2 separate regions of the Athene noctua genome follow, and region 1 is linked to region 2. A link is a contact called in public Hi-C data. All regions are on one chromosome and are shown on one strand. The core of a region is the stretch at or near the end of the contact, and the rest is flanking DNA. Distances in the headings are between cores, read along the strand shown.

Region 1 (6,551 bases), core at 849-3,348, 140 kb before region 2:
CAGAGGCTGTGAGCTGCCCTGGCACGGGTGGGGGTTTTGGTGCTTTCCATCACAGGAACCAGGCTGGGTTTTGGTCTTCCCAGAGTCTGTATTGCTTTAATCCAGAGAGAAAGAGAGAGAAGAGCAAAGTGTTATGGCTTGATATTGCACCTGATATGGTATGCTGGGTAAATAGTTGGTACTTTTGAATCTTAAAATCACACAAAAGTGAATATTATCCTATCACTAGTTTTATTTCAATGGTAAATAATAATAATTAATAATAGTAATAAAAACAAGAGGTGCTACTGTTAACAGAAAAAAGACCAACCTCATTTAACCGCCATCTACAGATGAGAAAACAAAGGATAAATAGGGCCTAGTTTATAAAAACCTTTTCTTCTACTCATACCCCAAAAAATAACTCCTGTCTAATCCAGCACCAGTTTTAACACCGCTAATTTTTAGCGCATCAACCACCATATTGTTAATAGCACATCAACTGCTATATTATGATTGCATACTATTTAGTACAAAACACAAAAAAGGAGGAAAAAATACTTAAAATATATGTTTCTCAATTTCCTTATGGATGTCTTCCATATTGTGCCATAACAAAGAATTTAAAGCAAAATAGATATACAAAAGCTACTGTGCTCAAGTCAGCGGCATATGTACACATTAAAATCAAAACAATACAAAAAGTATTCTAGTAGCAAAGGCAATATATAATATTTTATATAAAACAGAGTCTGAGAAGTATAAAATTAGGAAATAATGCATAGAAGAGTGTGTTTCACAGGCCCTGCAGCAATGTGTTGTTCGCAGCAACGGCTGCATGAGCAAATCCTTGCAGTGTAGGCAGAATTCACACCAGAGCCCGACATGAACAACTCACTGCCTGCAGAATTCGCTGGTTATGTTGGGAAGGGGGTAGGCAAAGAGGGAGAAATCCAGGATGTATTTTTGTAACAGCTCTTTTAACAGCCGGCGTTGCGTGTTGCACAGGTAGTAATGGAGCGTTTCTGCCGTCACGGGCTTGTACCACGACTGCCGTTCGGGGAAGCGGATGAAGGAGGGCGACTGGACTCGCTCGAGGACGTAGTCGGCATCGGCGTTCAGGCGCTCGTAGGAGCCGATGAAGTCATACCTGACGGCGCAGGGCTGGCAGAGGTTGTAGATGGGCATCCAGTGCTCGTTCATCCTCTCCACCTCCTCGTCCAGCAGATACCGGAGAAATTCAGAGAAAGTCACGTCGTCACCGGCCGAACTCCCCCCGTTCTTCCGGTACCGCCTGACGATCTCCACGCCGTACTTCTGCTGATACTCCTTAATCTCCCCAAACTTATTCCGGTAGGCCGAGAGCAGCCTCTCCACCGGGTTCCGCACGAAGATGAACTTGTAGTAGTTCTTCAGGCGATAGCTGATCTCGTCTGGCCTCATGTCCCCCAGGAACACCAGGTCGCTCTTGTGGTCCATCTTCAGCTTGACGTCGACGCTCTCCAGCGCCCCGTCCAGCACCTTCAGGATGCGCTTCCAGTTGGAGCAGGCCACCTTGGGCACGTAGCAGTACAAGAAGCGGTACTTGTCGCTGACCAGGAGGTGCCGGAGGACCGTCCGCCGCTGCCCGGCCGGCAGCTCCCAGACGCTGCGGGGCATGGCCGGCTGCCCGCAGACGGCGCGGATCGTCCGGTTGCGGATGTCCCGCAGCACCTCGGATTCCAGGTCGCCGGGGCCCCCCTCACCGCCGCCGCCTCGCCGGGAGAGCTCCCCCGCCGCCGGGTGGAGCGGCAGCGGCTTCACCTCGGCCAGGATGCCCTTCTCGATCATGAGGAGCAGCCCGCTGGAGGCCAGGATCACGCCGAACATCAGCATGGAGGGCAGCAGCACCGTCCCGCCGCCCGCGCCCCGCGCCCGCGCCCGGCTGCGGCCCGCGGCTCCCGCCCGCCGGCCCTCGGCGGGGAAGGGCGGCCGGGGGAACATGGCCTCGGAGGGCTCGGGCCGCCCGCCGCCGCCTCAGCAGAGGCCGGAGCAGGGCGGGGAGGGGGGCAGCGGGGCTGGCGGCGGGGTCCCCGCTCGGCTGCCGGTGCCCTCGGCGAGGCGGGGCGGCGGCCGGCAGTGACGGCCGCGGGGGGCGGGCCGCGGGCGGCGGGAGGCGGCGGCCATTTTGCGGCGGCCCCGCCCCGCCCCGCGTCCTCCCTCACGGGGCCGGGCCGCAGCTTCTCCCGCCTCGCCCCGCGGCCCGGCCGCAGCTTCCCCCGGCCCCGGCCCCGGCCCCGGCCCCCTGCGGCGGGGAAAACGAGCCCCCGGCGGCCCCGGGGCGCGTCTAACCGCCCGCCGGTGCCAGGCACCGGCGTCAGCGCCCGGAGCAGGTACCCGAGTGCCACCCCACGCTCCCCTCTCCGCAAAACACCTTTAAAATGTAATTTAAAATACAGCCCTGCGGGGTTTGCTCGGAGTTACGGGGTGCTGCTCGCAGAAGAGCTTAACGCCGGGTGCTTCCCAGCTCCGACTTACCCCTTCTGTGGCCACGTGCAGATACAGCCGTTAATTAACCGGCTGTGGTGGGTTTTGCAGTCCTAGGCCAATCTGGCCTTAATTAGTCACCCTACGCTTTATTGCTGCGCAGTCTTGGCAGTAGAGGAGGAGATGCGAGTTACCTGCTGAGCCGAGCACAGAGCTATGCTGAGGCCGGGCCACCACCTGGAAACCAAAGGACAAGATTTCTAAAACTTTACAGGTATTTCCCCCAAGCTGCTGACTTAATTACTCCAGCTGACCCTCTCCTACCACCACCTCTGCTTCAGACAAAGCCCTCTGACCAGTCCAAGTAGCACCGAGCTGTAAGGAGCAGCTTGTCCTTAGGGCCAGGTAGGCCCGTAGCGTTAAGCCAGCCCTGAGGCTGCATTTCTACTTACAGCCCTTTCCGGAGCAGAAATCATTTCATACTGGCATTGCTCTGTGTATTTTTCTTCAATGCGTTTTCAGAGCATAGCACGGGGCTGGTGCGTCTCTGCTAGTCTTGCAGAGACTCTCTGTCAAAAGCTTTCTTAACATCAAGAGAAAAACAGCTTCCACTTGCTTTTCTTTGATCAAAAGCCAAGAGCATTTTGTCAGCCAAGGCAGACAAAGCATTTGTAGTGAAGTGCAAGAGCCTGAAGCTAGATGATTTTACATTTTACAGTTTTATTTTGATGTAAATACAGCATTAGCTCTAGGAAGAGATGGTATATTCTACTCTGCCACCAGCAGCACAGCTGTAAATCTGCACTCTGGAGCGTTATCAGATCGCTGCTCTGATTTCAGAAGGCAGGTCCAAGGATCTGATCTTGATCTCAACACCAGTGTAAACTGAAGCTGCGCCAACGTCTATAATCTGTGGCACTGAGATGAGAATCAGGCCATGGAAAGCCTTCATCTTCGAGAAAAAGACTCTGATTACAGTGAACTCCCGTATGGGCACTCATAGTGGTGCCAAAGCAGCCAAGGGACATTTTTATTTCTTAGAAGGTGAGTTAGTCTGGCACCACTTTTCCTGTTTTGTTTCTATTCACCCCTAATGTGTGTAGGTCTAGAGTAGTTCTATATGATAACAGAGTAGTTCTGAAAATCTATTCCAGACTTCTAGGAACTGCCTACGATGTCAGTGGGTTTATTTTTTTCCTGCATATGCAAGGGAGGTGTGATTTAAGGATGGGTGTGAATAGCGCAGGTATCTGGTAGGATGTGATGTCTCTATAGAGCATAGGCAAACAAACACACAGTTCCGGGGGCTATTTTGTTCACTTGCAAGGCTAAACCCCACGTCACTGAAGAAAATTAACCGTGGTTATACTGAACATGCCTATTGCTCACTCTGGGTGTTAATTAATTTGATTTTCACAGCAGTTAAAAGAAACCTCATGTTCAGAGTGTGCAAAACTACTGGAATATATTTCACAGACAGATCCATTTCTTTGGAAAAGGTACATTTAGAAAATAAAGTAGGAAGGAAGGAAACCCAACTTTAGGCTCCTGTGGTTTGCCTACAAGTTTATACTACCAACCAGAAGCGATGGAAGTGTTTAGTTCTTTATAACAGACACACAAGGAGGATTTCTATAATTCACAGCCCTTTTCAAGGTGCTTTCCAACACCACCACTTACCTTTGTCACTTTATTCCAAGCAGCTGAAGGCAAACCCACCTTGTTTTGCCCCTGTTACAGGAACCATGCAGGAGCTGGACGTGGAAGAGAAGGCTTGGTGAGGACAGCATCCCACGGATCCCAAGGCAGCTGTGGGCCTGGGGGGGGCGTGGGGGTGGGGAAGAGCCTTGCAGACGTGCTGTTTCATCTAACTGGTCTGCTGGGGCACTCCGGACAAACTTTGATGCTCATTTCTGCATCAAATACCTGCAAAATACTGCAGGTATTTCTGCTTTAGTCACCCTCTGCCCAGCCCAGCCCATGATGACTAGCCACAACAAACTGATGTTATCACCGGAGCTTGCCAGAGCACGTAGAGCATCGTGTTAAAAACCGCCTTCAACGTGGTCTGAAACAAAGTGTCCCAACTTACTCCGATGTAAAATTTGAGAATCTTTAAGTGTGGAAAAGCGAAGGGACAGAGACATCTGCAGCAGCTGTACAAACCCACACCTCCTGTAACTTGGACAGTGCGCGGTGCTCTGTCCCCCACACCAGCAGCACTTGTAACCCGGCACAGGGGAACCTTCTCGCTCCACCTGCACGGTTGATGCCTGGGCAGACAGGCAGGCCCAAACCTAGCTGTTGTTACTATATACGGGTAAATCCTGGCCTGCACCTTTTACCCATAGGAATCCTGAAACCCCTATAAACAGTGTGGAAGAGACACCTATTCGCCACCTTAAGTCACAGGAAATTGTTTGCATCCCGTGGGCACACACAGCTCCAGGGAACAAGGGAAACCTGTGAAGCCTGGCCCAGGGAGATGCTTGATCAGATCTGAAGGTGATCCCCAGCTACCTGGGGCTGTAGCAGCAGCCTCTTCCCCACAGTTATTTCTTACAGGTATAGAGGGAGGATTTCTGTAACTCACAGTTCTTTCAACATGCTTTCAAAGCCCAACACTTGTCTTTGCCATCGCAGCAGCAGACCTCTACCCCCAGGTAACTACCAGCTGGTGTTGAACAATCCTCTAGGCCTTTTCCTCACTGCTAACTCGCATGAGCAACATGATTTATTACTATTATACACATTGTGATACTACATGTGTTACACTGAGTTAGTCTCCCCGCACCATCGATGTGGGGCACACCCAGATTTAAAGCAGGCTGCAGAAGTCAGCCTTGGCTATCAGAAGTGGTGGTCTAATAAGGAAAGTGCCAATTCCTAGAGGGGATGGAGGAAAAAGACCAAGGGATACCCCTGTCCTTTCAGCTCAGAGTGGAGTTGGACACTGACTGTTGTCACGAGCGCTGCCATGTGCCCTACCAAGGGCTCTGCTGGGTAAGATCAGATATTTACTTTGGTCTGAGAAACTGCAAAAAGGAAGAATGCATGAGCCTCTGTGAAAAGCTCAGCAAGAGAAAGGAGGTTTCTGTGTAGAACAACAGTTTGAGCTGATGCCAACTTTCCAAACAAGCAACGGGACAGCAACTCCCAACACAGGCAAACAAGACCCTTTGGGTCTGAGCAGCTCTGGGACAGAAAGTGAAACAAGCAGAGGAAGATGATGTGATGTTGTGGCTGCGTGTCTAGAGATTATCCAGTAATTTAGTATAATAAAGCCTCTTAACCAAGTGGAAAAGTGTAGCAGCCATTTCACAGTCAGCTCGCTATGCAAGGCAGAGTTTCTTATCTCTAGGAAAAAAAAAAAGTCTTCTTAAAGTCAAACGTGCTGGATGAATATGCTAAATAATGCAGGGGAGATTGTTGTGATAGGCTCAGTCCACCTCCTTCATAACAAAAATCACTATTTCAAAGAAAATGTAGCGCTGACAGATCTGCTTATCTTGCAACTGCAAATTAATTGATATGCAGCTGGCTGAACTTGCAGAGACCTTGCACTGAGCTTAGTTTTCCCTGCTCCGTTGCGCGTAGCTGTGAAATTGCTTTTGAACTGAGCCCTTTCTGGAGTTGTGGTTCCTCTGTGCAAGGGAAACAACCACGCGCCCACAGGGTCAGTAGAAGCCGTAACAGCTTGTCCCACTGTGGCTGTGCCCAGCATCCTGGCCCGGGGCTGGGATGTCGATGCACAGAGGGAGGAGGGTCCCTGGGGATGGCAGGGACAGTGTGGCTGGCAGAGGCTGCACGGCTATACATTCCCTCTGGGGCTACACACACCAGAGGAGCTGTTGCACACTGGAATATGCTCCAGCTGGGCAGGAGGTCAGAGGAAGTTCAGGAATCCCGCAGACGCCAGCACCATGGGGCCGGTATTTGGGTAATGGTCTCCATGAGCCAGAGCTTTCCTGGTGCTGCCACGGGCAGCTGCTCACAGGTTTTTCCCAAAAAGACCAGGTCAATGTGCAGAAACAGTTCCCAGGCTGAGCATCTTCAATTTTAAGTCAGTAACAACCACACCTCCCTTCTTCTACCCTTTATCCTCC
Region 2 (7,225 bases), core at 3,795-6,294:
CAGCCACTGAGTTTGCCACTTCTTTCTTCCTGCATCAGACTGAAAGTGGGTTGTGTCACCACTGGTGTAGCTCCAAAACAGCCCTATGTTGAATAATTTTGACTTTTTGTAGTTCACAAGGGGCAAATGACCATGTCAAGGCCCTGCTGGCTCTTGGCATGCTCATTTGCAGCTTGTGAATTGTTACAGGCCACTGGGCTGCCCACATCCTCCTAGACCTGGGCTGAAGCCATGGGCTGGAATGGGGAACCTCCCTTGGCCCCTGCTGACAACAGCTTTCACCCAGGGAGAACCAGTTGCTGTCTGCAGCTCTCTGTGCTTTCCCCAAGGACTACATTTCCATAAAAGATGAAAAGAACCTGCCTGACTGGCTGTCCTAGCCACTTTCCACAGGCTGGTGCCCTTCCCCAGGCTGGGTCATGTGTCCTACATCTGAAGGTTGGGGTAGCAAAGAGGGTGAGCAAACCTGCGTTTGGCCCTGCTGTGTGTGTCTGGAAGTGGACAGAACTAAGAGGACAGACCCTCTTATAAGCTTCAGAGGCCCTACACTAGAATGATAAGTTTTTCAGGAGCAGAAAATGTCAGGTGAGGTGATGAGATGGTGAGTTATTCAAGGTGGCATTAAACAGGGGTAGGCACAGATCTCACACACAGGATGTGGGGCAAGAACCTGCAGGCTGGGATGGTGCACGAGGAGGGGGGAAGGGGGACAAACTCGTCCTCCAGCGGGAATGGGACTGCTCCACAAATCCTTGGAGTTTTCTGTGCTGGTGCTGTGATTGGTGTCGCTATGGGAAAGCAGCCCCTAGTACCAACAAGCAACTGTGATCTTCACTGATTTTAAGCAGGACCAGGCTGCCATTATATCCTTTAACTAGCTTTGGCAGGTTTCATTTGAATTGTATATAGATACATTTAAAAATGGATGTCTCAGCAGTCCTTTGATCCCTGGGAGTCTCTGCAACTAAAGCCCATTTAAGGTTTCTGGCTGGTCCCTCCTCCCAGGCTGAGGCACACGCAGACCTTCCTCCTGGCTGGCCCGAGGAAGTGCCTCAAACGCATTTTCGTCCCGCAGTTGCAGCTGGCTGAAGGACCAGCGCGGAGGTAAGCAAGGAAGGGAAAGGAGGAGTTTGCGTATCGCAGGGCATTCTGCTCGGTGGTTGATATGAAAGATGCCTCCGGGCTGCTGGAAACTCCTCTTTGATATTCTGCGTGTTCCCATCCCTCCCTCCATCCCACAGGCCTGGAGAGGGATGGTTCTGCTCCGGAGCCTCAGGCAGCGTGACCTGCTCAGGGCAGCGTGCGGGAGTGGTGCTGAAATCGGCCACGCCGCTCACTGCAGCCCCGATGCACCATCTAAAAGCAGCCCCCCAAAAGGGCCGGCTGCGCGCTCGGCAGCCGTTCCCAACTTCTCCCAGCAGTTACCGAGTGCCATCTGTTGACTAAAGAGCGGTCGTGCAAAAAATGGAGCCAAGCCAAGATGAAGATGGGTGAAGTGCACTTGGGAAAAGTGGCAGCATGGCACTGAGTGGCTTTGGAGGAGTTTCACAGAGTGCAAAAGGAAAGGAGGGTTCCAAGCCAAGGCGGTTCCTGCTGGTGGAAGGGCTGATAAAGGGATGCCAGGAATGCTGTTCAGGGCAGTCAGGTTTGGGTTTATTGAGGAATCAGATTCTTTCCTTCAGCCTTTGTGTAAGGCAGAGAAGTCTTGCTGTCAAAATGTGGGGTAATACTTTCTGCCAGCTGCTGAATGCTGTCCTGCAGCGGGGACGACTCCTCTCAGGGATGGTTCTTTGTGCTGAAACTGAGAGGGAGAGGCTTTGCAGGGCGCAGCCAGAAAAAGGAACTGTTTCAAAATTACGAGCTCAAAATGGACAAGTCCTTGCTCTGATTTCCTTCCTTTGTCCCAGAAAAATCTGCAGCAAACTTTACCCTGAGTGGGGAGCAGGCGCTCCGAGCAGGCAGCTGGGGGCTGTGCCTCAGGGAGGTCAGCCGAGCCCCTGCGTGGCACAGCCCCAGCAGGGCAACGCAGCAAAAACACCCTTATGTCCTCAATTCCTCCAGCTTTCAGGCTTTCCTGAAGTCAAGCTGCTGTTCGCTTCAGGAACTGCCCCTTCAGGGGCTGCCAACAGTCAGCAAGTGCTCATAGATCCTCTTTCCATAAGGTAGAAACTGCAGAGCCAACCTGGGGTATCTACATTGGGTACACCCCAAGGCTTCTGTGCTGAGCAGGCTTCCGAGGTGGCACAAGCCAGTCCACAGCAGCCAGAGCCCAATAGAGAGCCCAGAATCAGGCCATTCTGCCTCTTAAAGGTCTTCTGGCAATATTAGAAGAATAAAGAGATTAACTCTAGGGGTGGTGGACAAATTCCTGAGTGAGTAACAAAGCTCATTTCTCCAAACGTCCTTCCTGTTGGCCATGGGTGTGATATACACCCACTGGCTGAAGCACTCTGTCAGGTTGCTGTGTGCTGGGAAATAGCTGCCACCAGCTGCCTGAGAGAGCAGCAGGGATGTGCTCCAGCCACCAATGTGGGGGTGCTCATGTGGACAGGACTCAGTGTGTCCTGAGGTCCTGCAGGACTCCCAGATTCCCAAGCATCCAGCACAGCCTTCTCACCGCAGCAGGATACCATCTTTGGCTCCTGCCCTTCCCAAGTGGCAGACCTCTGGGTGCTGGTGCTCCCTGGTGCCAGGAGGATGGTCCCAGAGCCTTGCCCTTACCCCAAGGCAGGCACAGACCCCATGGGAAGGCCATGCTAATCCTGGGATGACACTGCACTTAAATCACATCAGAGTTCCTGGCAGTTCGGAGCAAGCCCTCGAGCTGAGGACAGCCGCAGTGTTATTCAACCCTTTCTGGCCATGACACCAGGAATAAGCAAATATATGTGCATGCATATAATCCCACAAATCTCAGCATATTTATAAGGTTCTGCTGTCTAAATCCTGTGAGAGTCCCAAGAGCACAAACAGGTCCCCAAACCAGCCTGTTCTGCCCCACTGCTGAAGCTGCAGATGCTGCTTGCTTGACTGGGTCCTTTTGCCCCTGGGTTTCTGTGTCTGCAGTGTTAACTGAGCATTCATTGGCCTCAGATGACGATGCAGAAGTAGATGTTTGTTATTTATGTCATTCAGACATGGCAAAGGACAGCTGAGAAATGTCAGTTCTTTGTGTTTTGGGCAATGGAGTGGCCAACACTGCCCTGGAGGGAACTGTAGCTCTCCAGAGACATTAGCAAAGGTAAAGGTATTTTAGGGCTCTTCATGCCTGCTCATGGCCCTGCTCATTGCTGGAAGAGCTTGGCCACACCCCTGGTAGCCGCAGAGACCTAGGATGCCGTGGCTCTGAGGTCTGTAGAAACTCCTTGAGAGCACTTAGCTTAAGCCTTGACAACTTGGGCAGGACATGGTCCCCTTGCTGCGATCCCTGGGTAGCACAATGGAGCCACGGCATGTGGTGTTTACCCCACCCTGTGCAAAGAACTGGGGATAATGGGGGGGGGGGGTCCTGTGTTAACCTGGACCCGGCCGCTGGCAGCATGCGCAGACTCCTCTAGCCCAGGAACACGGCACCCTGCAAACGGGGTAATGCACCGTCGCTGGAAAAAGTGTTTCCATGAACACTGACCCCCTGGCTCAGCCCTGCAGCATCCCTGCAGCCCTGCGGCCGCCAGCCCCACCAAAACCAGGCCACCCCTCCGCCCCACCAAGGGACTGTGCCAGCCTGGAAACCCAAAGCAGCAGCATGTTCTCAGGGCAAGAAAAAGCCCCACACGGCTCCAGACCTCCTGCACAGGCTTTTCCCTCACAAACCTGTTGACAAGCACTTGGCCTCTGCCAAAGTGTCTTCTTCCCAGTTTTCCATCCATAGTAGAGTCTTAATTTCCTTCATTGAGTCTGAATCCAGAGGCACTGCCTGGGAAATGGCTTCAGCTTCCTTTCATCATTTGAGTAGCTACTAATTAATATGGGTCAGCCTTTCCCTCTAAGCGCTTTTACTGAGCCATGCTTCCAGCTCCTTTAATGCCTTAACCATGATCTCCAAGAGCTGGAGTTATGTGCAGAGGAGGGGCCAGACTCAGAGTTCTTCAAAATCTTTTGAAGGCTTCCCTTGAACCAGGCTGGATTTTGGGTTGAACTTCTTGGATTTTGTCAGCCGTTGAGCTCCTCAAAAGTCTTAGAGGGGATAGGTACTAGCAGTGGGCCTTCTTGTTTATTTTACCATATGAATGTAGCAGGACCCTCATTAAGGTTGGGGTGTGCATTGGTCCTTGGGCAACGAAATATTCCCCTATGTGCCGCCATCTCCTGTTTGCCTCTTGCTCGAGGTGGGTCCCACGGAGGTTGGGGGGCAAGCAGCCAGCCTGCATTGAGGAGGACATAGCACACAGCCAGGACGCAGCGCTGAGATAAGGGTCTGAGTGTGGCAGCCCGCGATGCAGCAGCTGAATGCTGCCCCCATTCTCCCAAAGCCCCGCTACTTGTGACTCTTCTGGGGGTCATTTTGGCAGTTTTCGGATGGGGACTTATGGGGAGTCATCTCCTTTGACTGTGTGGTTTCTGTTGGTCATGGTGCCAGCTGGTAATGCCCGCCCCACAGCATTGCTCTGCTCCCACCCTGAAAGAAAGGCGCGTTTTAAAAGCTGGGAAATCATTCCTAGAGAATACTGAAATTAAACAGAAAAAGGCAAATCCAGCACTTGTTTTCCCCTGACGGCTCACGCACATACTCGCACTCACAAGACATTCAGGACCCCAGATACTTTCCCGATCCCCCGCCAGGCGTGCAACTAGCCATGCATAACAAATAACACGACCCTGTGAATGGCCACGAAGTGAAGTCAAGCTGTTTGCCTGATCCATTTTTCATTGTTCGCCTGGCTTTTCCCACTTTGAACGAGGGCTTGTGGCATCAGGAAGTTAAAAGGAGTCAGGAGGGGGGAAAAGGGGGAGTGTTTCTTTTAAAAAGAGAGTGAGATTGGAGAGGAGGACACAGGCACTCAAAACCCTGTCTGTGCTTGGTATATTAGGCAGCCAGTGCTCTTGGCTGGGAGCCCAGACGAGGCTTTTGTAATCAAAACATGATCTTGTATGCTGTGCAACCAGTGCTGAGAAAGGCCGTCTGATGGCTCTCCTCTTTTAGCTCTGCTCTGGAATCTGCTGGGCTTCGCTGCCGATGTCCAACATGCACCGAGCTGTGAGTGCTGCCTTTGTGGGGCCTGGGAGGGGCGCGGGGCGGTGGGGTCCCTCACCCAAAAAGCCCACGGAAGGACTCTCACTCGATTCCTTCAGGGTGGCCTTTCGGTGGTTGTCGCTTTGTTGTTTTTTTTCCTTGCCTGGCTGCCAGCAGGCACGGGGAGCAAACAAGCCGTACTGTGTCGGCGGGGGGGTGCTGGGGGTGTGTGTGTGGGTTTTGGGTGCTGGGGTTTACCCGTCCGTCGCAGGGGCAGGTTGTGGTGGCTGGCTCAGGACAATGTGCCTCCCAGGAGGGTGGGAGGCCGGGGCAGACAGCAAACAGAAACCCAGGCAGTGCTGGATGGTGCCTATCCCGGCAAGGGTTTCAGCTGCAGCTGTCAAGCCAGAGGATATTTCTTAAAAAGAGCGGATGCATTTGCTTACGCAGAAGCGTGTTAGCTGAGGGCCCCGGTCCCCTCTCTTCTTCCCTCCCCCCCACCTTCTGTCTTTCTCGCTTTTCCAACCCTGCTGCCTCCGAGGTCTCTCGCTGTAGAAGCAGGCGATCGTAGAAGTATGTGGGAAAACACTGCACACAGAGACAGTCTGGAGCAAGGCGTCCCTCCAGCCCCCGATGAGCTGCGTAGCAAGTGTGTGTGCCACTTAGGAGTGGGGGTATGACAGGACGAGATGTCGTCATTTAATTGAAGCACGAAGCCACTAGCTTTCCATTTCTCCTTTTGTGACAGTTTTATTTGCGAGAGAAAGAGGCCTCTCATTCTGCAGCTTCCTTGCTCTGCCTTGCTATCTAGGAGGCATCGGGCTCGGCTGCTGATTCAAAGCCATTGCACGTTTGTTCTGCCAAAGCCATTTATAACTCTCCGGTCGCTGTGACATACGGGCACCTTGACTCCCCGGAAGAGCTTTACTCCGGGGAGGGCACGGTGTAGCCACTTTTCATCCTGGGCATCAGCTTCAGCATGGGCTGGGGCGGCGAGTTGGTTCCAGAAGCGGAGGAGAGGGCACGTCCCCCTGTTAGTGGCTGGCTCGCAGTGGTGGCTGACGAGCAAACGCTGACTTGGCTGAACCATACAATGGGTGAGCCCCTGCGAGCTGGTGCGTGGGCTCTAAACGCCGCTCGGCGCTTCTGCGTGCAGCGGGCTGCTCTGTGGCCTCGGGGTGTGCGGGCAGCAGACCACTCTCATCCGCAGCTCCCCAGACTGCGCAGAGAGAAATACCTGAATGGCTTCATTAATAAAGGGGAGAAGTGCTGAATACCAGCAAAACTTTCCTCCCAGTGACTTGTTTCCAGCTGGAAATGGAAAGACCCCCCCTCCCCCCAGCACGAGCTGTGTTGCAACGTAGACAAAATGCTGACAAATGTGCAGTCTTGCGCAGAGAGGGAGAATGGCCTGACAGGTCCTTTCCATCTTTCGCCTTTGAAAAAAGAAGAGCACAAATACAATCTCTGCAGGAATTTTTAAATTCTTCCTGAGCCGGCAGTTCTGTCAGTGCCCCTTCAAAGGAATTGGAAGATGAAAGGGGTGTGTTTGAGGGCATACACCACTTTGATCCCACCCTCAAGCAGCCAACACCCCAGCACTCGGCAAACAGCGAACCTGCCAATTTAGTGCTCAGAGAATAGCTTCTGTTCAGGTAAACACTGAATTCGTCTTTAATCAGCCTTGCAAATGGCCATGAAAGTGTATCCACCCACATATACAGTCTACTCACCTGTCGCGTAGCCGGTTGATTGATGGAAATGGAAAATCGTGTTTCATTCTCCCACAGACCTTGACAAAATCCCATTGTCCAGCAGGAGAGCGTGTGGAGGCGGTTTAAATGTCCCTGTTGTTCCACCTGAACACAAATGCATGCCTGTGTCCTGGCAGAGTGGCCCTCAGCAAGGGCTGGTAAATCAGCACCAATAAAATAACCCTCACTGAGGAGGCAAGTGAAGATGCGCTTCGGCAGATCTGAGATCTGCTTTAGCAAACCGGTTCCCCTGCCTCTCCCCTCTCTTGTCTCTGACATCCAGCCCACCTCCTCTGTG

What was found. Hi-C and Micro-C count contacts between places; a contact is called where the count stands out from the background.
Region 1: a contact with region 2 is called in a Hi-C map of heart, with 4 times the contacts expected there. The contact joins the promoter of CHST14 here to the promoter of CCDC9B in region 2. A contact is called at or near these places in 2 of 2 Hi-C or Micro-C datasets (heart and liver).

What each region holds. Positions count from the first base shown.
Region 1 is chr14:11,771,875-11,778,425 of bAthNoc1.hap1.1, reverse strand. CHST14 (carbohydrate sulfotransferase 14) reads right to left here and starts at 2,098. Exons shown (of 2, transcript XM_074918003.1): 1 at 878-2,098; 2 at 1-94. The coding sequence starts at 1,962.
Region 2 is chr14:11,630,631-11,637,855 of bAthNoc1.hap1.1, reverse strand. CCDC9B (coiled-coil domain containing 9B) reads left to right here and starts at 5,044. Exons shown (of 13, transcript XM_074918502.1): 1 at 5,044-5,197. The coding sequence starts at 5,177.